2 separate regions of the Mus musculus genome follow, and region 1 is linked to region 2. The links are chromatin contacts, called in public HiChIP or PLAC-seq maps. All regions are on one chromosome and are shown on one strand. Each heading gives the region's core, a stretch centred on a gene start, on an enhancer-like site or on the middle of the called end of the contact. The rest is flanking DNA. Distances are from core to core; before and after follow the strand shown.

Region 1 (4,048 bases), core at 849-3,348, 2.0 Mb after region 2:
ATTTATTGACAGGACAACTCTGGGAGGGAGACATTATTATCTCATTCTAGGGATAGGGAAACAGGAGACGCAAGGAGAAGTGGCCGATGACCCAGAGGCAGGGCCATGGCTCACAAGGAGTCAAGGTGGCTCTATACCATACCTAGCTGCTTCTAAGAGAGTGAATCTTCCCACTGTGCCTGGCGCAAAGGACCCATGGATCTGAACCCCACTACGAGTCCAGGAGGCTGAGGCTTTGTCCCATATGTGGGCCAGTTCTGAGGATGCAAGCACTTAAGATGTTATGTTTCCCCTAAAATGTGTTCAGAGAAAGGCCCACCTAGTACTGAAAACTTTTGAGGTGGCATGGGAACCGTGTGACATAGCTACATGCCCTCCTTTTGTAATTCCCCTTTCTATTCTCAATTAACTGATGACTTCATGGGAACCAGTCTGGGGCATTTAAACCTGTCTGAAGCACATCTGCCCACAGCAGCTAAGCCATTCCCATTGCACCTAACACATCTGGCTCTCCCCCATCTCATTGAAGTGCTGCCTTTCGCTTCCCTGCCACAGTGGCTCCTGGTGCAGTGGCCTGAGAATCTCCAAATCTCCACCCTAGAATGGTTGGAGCATCCTGCCCAATTCCCCAGCGTATTCTGCTTCCAACTCTGTCTCAGTTTTCTTCATCAATTATTTCATTCATCTTTTCCAAGCCTATTTTCCTGAGCCTGTCGCTTGCTACTACTGGCTGGCACCTGGTACGGGGAGTCTCAGGACACCCAGCTTCCCTCCAGGAATCTTCCAGAAGGTTTGTGGCTTCCCAAACCTTCAGGAGTGGCCAGCATTATTGCTTTCTCCCCTCCGGGGGGCTCACCTGGCATCACATTCCTCCACATACATACACTCTAAGGTCAAACACAGCTTGCCGTGTGTGGGGATGGTGGGGGCGCTCCTGCTCAGGGTCTCTCCCTCTGCCTAGGTGTTGGGCACCTGGTGCCCTGCCAGCCCACAAGAAGACAGCTCTGGGTGTGTTTCCATGTGAGTGCCTCTTCAGAGAAGGTTAGTCTGGCAATGTGCTAGTCCTATACGTAAAACTAAATACACGTGGACATATGAGGGGCCTGGGGCGGCAGGGCATAGTCAGGGTCTTGGGTCTCCCGATGATGGGAGTAAAGCTCCTCTTGCCTTCTCTCCCTCCTGTCTTTTATTCCAGGGCAGAGGCACAAGCACCAGGTGTGGGCTGTAGTCAGAACTTTTGCCCTCTTCCCTGGCACTTGGCTCTTTGGGAGCTGGGAGGTCCCTGCTTGCTTGGGCCTGGAGTACCGCAGGGCCGGCCGGCCTCAGCAGGTTCACAAACTGACATTTCCTCCCCCACTGAGCTTTTGGGGGCAAGCCGGGTCGCTGCGCCCCCGAGGCCGTGCTGGGCCCCCGGGTGGTGGCCCCCCCATCCCGCCTCCATCCTCCTGGAGAGGGCCCCCGAGGGCTGTGATTGGCTGATTCAAACCCATCGGCACAGAAATGCTTGTTTGCGGGTTCCCGTCGGAGTCCAGTTCAAATCCGCGGCACTGGGCGCGCGGGGCCGGGCGGGGGCAGGAAGCGCGCATGATTCATGCGCCGAGGCCTCTCCAGGGCGGCCGTTGGCTTTTTAAAAGGGTGTTCAGGGGGGAGGATAGCTTGCAGAAAGTGTCCCCTTCAGCTTCAGGCACTCCTTTCCTCAGTTGCTCTAATTGCAAACTTTCTCCCGCTCCCAGCCGATCGTGCCTTACTTTGGACGTGAGCAAAATCCCAAATGTCCTGCCTATCCTCCTCTCCATAGCTTTAAATGGAAAAGAAAAGGCACACGGCCACAAACGGAGACCTGTCACCCACACCCTGGCCAGCGTTGGGATTGTGGCTGGGACTCCCGCTGCCCTGAGGGTACCGCTCGGGCTCCATCTCTATCCCCATCCCACAAGCGCGCAGCCTCCAGCCCCCGCCCGGGGATCCTAGGGCTCAATCTAGGTTTCTAGGAGAGGGGTCGTGTGCAGGGATTAAAGCGTGAAACGCGGACACTCCCGGGGCGCCCGCAGCGCGGGACTTACCGCGAGGCAGCGCGTCAGCCGGTCCCACTTGGAGTCTGGCCACCAGGCACATCGGCGGCGGCGGTGCGCTCGGCCCAGGGCTGCCTGGCCGAGTGTCCGCCCCTGGGGCCGGGGTAGGGGTCTCGGCGGGGGCGGGGCGGGGCGGGGGCGCCGCGGGGAGGAGGGGACGCGGGGAGGGAGGGGCCGGTGAGCTCAGGAAGGGGCCCCCCGGGCGCGGGGCGCCATCTTTTTCGCGTTTTCCCGCGAATTATTGACGTCCCCGCTTATGTAATTAGCAGGGGCCGCACCGGCTTTGCCATTGGAGCCCGCGGCTGGCGGGGCCCCGCAGCGTCTCCCGGGGCCGCCCCCGCGCAGCGAGTCCAGCGGGCACACGCGGAAACACAGCTGTACAGAACCACGGCTGGGCGAGCGTACGCACACCACACGCACACAGCTACTACACCCAGACCCTTCACGACCCGGGTTGGTCTCCCAGCACCTTGATCTTACAGAACCAACATTCCACACTACTCCTTGGAGACCAGGAAAAGCCTAAGAGAATCAGACACAGGACACACACCACATATATATGTGTGCCATAAGTCACAACACTCAAATGACACTGCCCTCAGCATAGACTCCCGCGAAACCACGTGCAAGGCATACACAAGTCAGCAACATAGAGCCCCGACACAGTGACCACAAGACCCACTCGAGTATGCCAGTCACGCACTGTAGAGTTAACAGTGTAAAAGAGATAGTCACACAGACCATGTGCACAAACACGGCAAATATGAAAAGGGCAAGCTTAAGACAGATCTTGTGGATAGGGCTCCAATCAGATAAGATCTCCCTCCAGGAGAAAAAAACCAGAGTGTCCTGAACCAGACGCACTCTTGGCGCCAGAGCTTGAGATAGTGTCGGTCAACACCCCCTACCTGCATCCCTGCTTTCAATCTGGACTGCCCACTGCACCTGCTCGAATGGCTCCCTGCAGACACACCCTGCTGGGATGAGTGCATTCCTGGTGTGCTCTTTCCTCCTAGAGCCTTCCCTGTTCATTTTTCAGGGTTCACATTGGCCCTCTGCTCCCTGGGGTGTGGGCAGTCTGGCCTGCAGCTCCTGTCTGCCCCCTCAGTTTGAGATACAGGAGTCCTCTTCCACATGCCCACATTCCCCTTTACTTCTGGGTCTTACTGCTCCTCCTGAGGATTTGACCCACAGCAGAATCTGGCTGAGCCTGGAAAGGAAGTTGGTAGCAGCCCCACCAGACAGGCTCTTCCAGCCCAGGAAGGCATAGCTGCACACCACTTTCTGCAGAGATAACCCTTCTCTGTACAGGAAGCTCTGTCATGAGCCTCTAGGCTGGCCAGAGGCACCTTTAGGATTCCAGGGACAGAGACAACAGAGCAAGCCTGGCTTTGTAACTCACAGGCTGGCGCCACCTATTCCTGGATGTGAGATTGAGTGTGTCACTTTAGTTGTCCAGCTGTTGGGAAGGTTAGAGGCACTGTATGCAAAGTCCCTGTCACCCCATGGGTGGGCAGAAGGTAAATACCGTGCTTTGTCTAGTCTGTATTCATCCACTGTTCTCTTGTGTAGGGCTACAACTGGCTTTGGGCACAAAGGCAAGTAAGAGAAATGGGGCCTGCAATCTGGTGAGGCAGCCAGTACAGGGGTAACACTTTTATATAAAAAAGGTCTTTAGCATGGAATTAGGGAATTGTTGCTATGAGGCCAGTTCTGCCTCTGAGCAGGGGGATTGTGGGTAAGCTAGCCCCCAAGGTTTATTTATATACCCCGTCCTATCTGTTCCAAAGCGGGGGCAACACTACTCTGCCTCACGGGGCCGTGGCCTAGAGAGAGGTTAACATAGGCTCAAGAAGGAGCAGGTGCTTTGGTAAACTCCAAAGCAGTGTGTGAAGTGAGAAGGTGTTGACATACTAAAGACAGGAGACTTGTAATGTCACCAAAAAGGTTGTGTGTCATTCACAGTGGTTTACAGG
Region 2 (4,694 bases), core at 104-2,603:
CAAACTTGCTTTGCAGCTTGTTTAGGCTGACCTCAACATCTTATCATTTATTTGTTTATATGTACATGTGTTTTCCTGCATGAATTTATTCACCCCAGGTGAGTATAGTAGCTTGTAGAGGCAGAAGTAGTAGTCAGATACCCGGGAAATGTAGTTATAGGCATTTGTGAACTGCCTGATGTGGGTGCCAGGAAAGGACCGGAGTGCTCTTGCAAGAGTAGTAAGAGCTCTTACCGCTAAGCTAAGCCGTCTCGCCAGCCCCACAGCCTCAGATCTGTCCTCCCTACTGCATGCACCCCTACACTTAAGCACAGCATCTTGCAGGAGGCTTAGCAAATGAGTGTTCACCACAGTGGCTGACTGCTGATGGAAAGCATGACAGAGAGTCTGCATCACCTGGTGTGGTGGTGACAGGCCTACAAGACAGGTGCCTAGTTATAGGTAACTGTTACAATCCTGCTGCCAGGTGTCAGGGTTACAGGGAGAGCAGCTAATAACTGGTGGAGCGCATTATAGTGGTGAGCCAAGAGGTGTGAGGGAGCAGCAACACAGCCAGCCCTGGTCACACAGGCAGTGCAGACCAAGTCATCAAATTAGTCTCCTCTACCGGCTTGGGAGGTCCAGAAACCGAAACACCTTCTGTTAGTTACCTACCCATGCCCAGCCCTACTGTACAAGTACCCAGAGTCCGAGGTCCCGGCTTTTCATTTCAGACAGTCTAACAAAGTGCAAAAATAGCCTTCCTGCTTTGCTCTGTTCAGCAAGCCTCCTTCGAATGAAACGCCCACGAGCCGGGCCTGAGGAATGACCTCTTGATGATATCTTTGAGCTCTAACCATGTCCCCCCGCACCCCCCGCCCCATCTCTTCCCCTCCCTTGTCCCTCAGTCTTCCACCCCATACTTGTCCATTTTCCCTCCCCGTCTACCCCTATCTATTGTGCAAGACGGGTTGGCACACCTTCTAGGACAGGTCCGATCAAGGCTAGGGGACTTCCCCAGTGCAAGCAGCTGTGGGCGAGACTGGGGGAAGGGGGCAGGAGGAATGCTGAATTCCCACACGTCCGTCCCGGCGTCCCCTTGTAGTCCCTACATTGTCCTCGGCTTGAGGAGGGGAGAGGAGACGCTTAGGCTACAGCCCCAAGGGCTCTCCGTTTTCTGCGATACCCCCATCAGCCTTTTCTTCGCTGCTATCTGAATTTGAAGCACACCAAGCAGGTCCGTCCCGGGTCTCCTTTCTGGGGATCTTCTCTTTGTCTAAGTCTCCTCGCTGTCTGGAGGTCCCCTCCCGCCTTGGACTGGAGAGGAGGGCGTGGCTCCGACAGGGGCGTGGCCTGGCCTGGCCTGGCGGGGCGGGGCGGGGCGGGCGCCGGGGCTTGGGCGCGGGCTAGAGAGGCAGCAGCGGCCGGAGGGAGGGACGCGGTGGGGATCTCGGTGGGAGCGCAGAGAGAGCAGCCGAGGCGGCAGCGGGGCTGCGGGGCGACGGCGGCAGCGGGGCCTGCGGACTCCATGGCGCCAGCGGCGTCAGTCTGAGTAGCGGCGGGCGGATCCGGCCGCGTCTTCTCCTCGCCATGGGAGACGTACTGTCCACACACCTGGATGACGCACGGCGCCAGCACATCGCAGGTGAGCACCGCTCAGCGCCCGGCCGGCCTGGGGCTCCCCGGGCACCCCGGGCCACGCCTCCGATCTCATGGGGAGCGGTACTCGAGAGTCAAGGCCCAGGTCGGGACGAGAGCCGGCCAGACCCTTACTCTTCCTCCGAACTTGTTCTCTCTCGGTCTGGACGGCCCTTCCAGGCCCTTCTGTATGCTCCTTTCACCCTTTGAGGAGCCTGGGATCCCATTTCTCTACTGGATCCCACTGCTCCCCTTGGAGCCCAGCCTGGCCAGAACCATGCACTTACAGGCGTGGCGGAGGGGTCGCGCCCCCCATCTTTCCCAACAACGTTCCAAGCCTAACCTCTACTCTGGACTCTGCCCCACAGAGTCAGACCTTCCAGACTCCCCCCTCAGCTGCCTTGTTCCTCCTCGCCCTGGCCTCAGTCCGGGTACACGTGGCTGAAGCTTACAGGGGGATGGGCCCTTAGAGAGCCGGGGACCGAATGTGGAGAGTGGGGCTAAGGAGAGATGGGGTGCCCTTGAAGGGGCGGGTCCCTGTCTTTGGGCTTTACCTCAGCAGAGTGCTGGCACTACAGCCTAGGGGGTCTGTTTATGGCCAGAGCTGGTTCTCTCAGAGCCAGAGTTCAGTCTCTCAGTACCTCTCAGTACCTTCCTTCTGCCAGCCTTGCTCTCAGCCTGTCACTGCGCGGTGGACACTTCTCTAGAGGGAGTTGCTCCCAAGTCTGTGGAGTGCAGGATCCTGGGCTCATTGTAGGGAGTGGGAGATGGGGTGAGAATCTCAGGCTATCCCAAAACAAAGCTTGGCTGACCACAGGCAAGTCAGGCCTGGCGGTCCTGAATGTAATTTCAGCTTCTCTCCCAAGTGTGTGATCCTGAGCCAGTCTCTTTTGTTTTGGTTTTCCCAGCCAGGGTCTCACCATGTAGTTGTGGCTGTAGACCTGGCTGGCTTCGAATTCGTAGAGAGCCACTTGCCTCTGCCTTCCAAGTGCTGGGATTAAAGGCCTGGGGCACCACTGCCCTGCTTGAGCCAGTCACAATGTCCAAGAGCTTCGGTGTTGCCTTCCTAAGGGGCGGGTGTTGACTTCTTGGGATGGCTGCTGAGAGCTTAGTGAGCTTTGCTTAGTACAGGAGGCCCTGAGACCTGGCGTGCCAACCAGCTGGGTTTATCAGAGCACAGGAAGAGGAGACAGTTCCTTTGGTTTCATTTGTCTCCCTGTTCATTGAGTGTGGTGTCCCTACATTATCTTGATGTCCTGTTGGGTGCTTGGCTATATTTCCCCTTGATAGCAGGGACCCTAGAATAAGGCAGGTGTCCCCACTTCCAGGGCTTCACTGTGGCCGGGCACAAAGAAGGTGCCAAAGAAGGACTATCCAGTCACTTGGCCAGGCCTGGAGTTGGGGACAGGATGGGTGATATAGACCATTTCTCACCTCTGAACAGCTAGGGGTTAAGTCCTGGAAGGCCTCCTTGTAGGACAAGGCCTGGGCTCAGGAAGGGCAGGGCGGAGTCTTCCTGTCCCTTCCCTGTTGGTGGCAACCTCCTGGGGTTCTGTAACAGTCTCTCCATTCAGAGCCTCCTCTCAGGCTCTCAGCAAGCATGGGTGGGGTGTGCCCTACTTCAGTGGTTTTTTTTTTTTTTTTTTCTTTTCCCCACACCCAGATCTCCCACCTTCCCAAGTCTTAGGCTGAGAACCCACCCCTGACCTCCTGGCCAACTCCCTGAGTGGAGCCGAAGCCAGGGGACCGAAGCCAGGGGACGGTGGAGTGGCCCCTTCCGGAGAGGGCTGAGTTTGTTTTGTGGATACAGGCTGGGGAGAATAGGGTTGTGCCCACTCAACCTGCTTACCTTTCCTCCAAACACTTGAAAGTGCTATTAATAATCCCTCTTCAGATGCCCTAGATCCCAGGGCAGGCTCGCCAGGGAGGCTCCTGAGTGTAAGGGTGGGTGCTACAAGAAGGTAGTCCAACAGAGAGAGAGAGAGAGAGAGAGAAAGAGAGAGAGAGAGAGAGAGAACGAACTAATTTCCTTAAGAATTTGTTGGAGGGAAATGGGGTTGTGACTTTGCCACCTCCAGCCACCCATTCAGTCCCCTCACCCCACCCAGCAGGTACATGATTAAGATTCCAGAGCCCTCCCTCCCTGTGGAAGTGTCAGCTGTGAGAACACCCCTCCCACAGGGCCCTAAGCTCCCAGGCCTGTTAGGGTGCTAAGGCTTGGCTGGCCACCTTCCACCCTCCCTTAGCAGGTGAGCAGGTGAATACCAGCCTGCAAGTCCTGGCAAAGGTCAGGCGTGCTCTTACCCAGGGTGCAGGTTTGCTGCCCCGGCATCTTTCATCCTGAGATTTCAAAGCCTCTGGCAAGCAAGGACTTGTTCCAACCCAGTGCTGGAGATGCTGGTAGCAGGGTGGTTTCTGCACATTTAGTACGGAAGGGGCCTGAGAGCAATTGAGCCTGTGTCACCTAGGGGCTGCTTGTTTTCTCTAGATCTCAGTTTCCCTAGATCTGAACAGAATGGGGTGTGGCACCTGGTGGCTGAGGTGCCTTCTAGCTCCAAGGGTCTAACAATTCCTTACAAACTTTGACCGGAGCAAGGTGTTAGCTGGCTCACCTTGGGCCAGCATCTCTTTTTTAGATTTATTAATTTTATATGTGTGAATGTTTTGCTCCCATATATGTCTCTGCATGGAATGTGTTCCTGGTTAGAAGAGGGTGGGCATCAGATCCCCTGTGGCTGGAGTTATAGGTGGTGGTGAGCTGCCATGTGGGTCCTGGGAACCCACCCATGTCCTCGGCAGGAACAACTGCTCCTAACCCTGGAGTGCTCTCTCCAGCCTACCCCCCTTTTCTTTGTAAGTTCTCCACCACTGATCACATCTCACATCTTTTCTATATTACTTATTTTGGGATAGTTTTACTAAATTTCCCAGGTTGCCTTGAATTCAGTTTGTAGCCCAGGCAGGACTTGAATCTAAACTCTTTTTGTTTCTCTCTCGGACTCCTGACTAGCTGGGATTACAGGCCTGTGCCACCAAACCCTCCCGCCCCCACAATTTACTGAGGGCTGGATCTCAGT

What was found. HiChIP or PLAC-seq counts read pairs in DNA pulled down with a chosen protein or histone mark.
Region 1: a contact with region 2 is called in an H3K27ac HiChIP or PLAC-seq map of embryonic stem cells, with 4 times the contacts expected there. The contact joins the promoter of Phf19 here to the promoter of Niban2 in region 2. A contact is called at or near these places in 1 of 39 promoter capture datasets (pre-B cells) and 1 of 115 datasets of contacts at active chromatin or transcription factors (embryonic stem cells).

The regions. Positions count from the first base shown.
Region 1 is chr2:34,911,878-34,915,925 of GRCm38.p6, forward strand. Phf19 (PHD finger protein 19) reads right to left here and starts at 2,099. Exons shown (of 15, transcript NM_028716.4): 1 at 2,064-2,099.
Region 2 is chr2:32,874,781-32,879,474 of GRCm38.p6, forward strand. It overlaps Niban2 (niban apoptosis regulator 2), which reads left to right and starts at 1,354. Exons shown (of 14, transcript NM_146119.2): 1 at 1,354-1,624. The coding sequence starts at 1,570. It overlaps Gm13523 (a long non-coding RNA gene), which reads right to left. Exons shown (of 3, transcript XR_003954026.1): 2 at 3,467-3,568.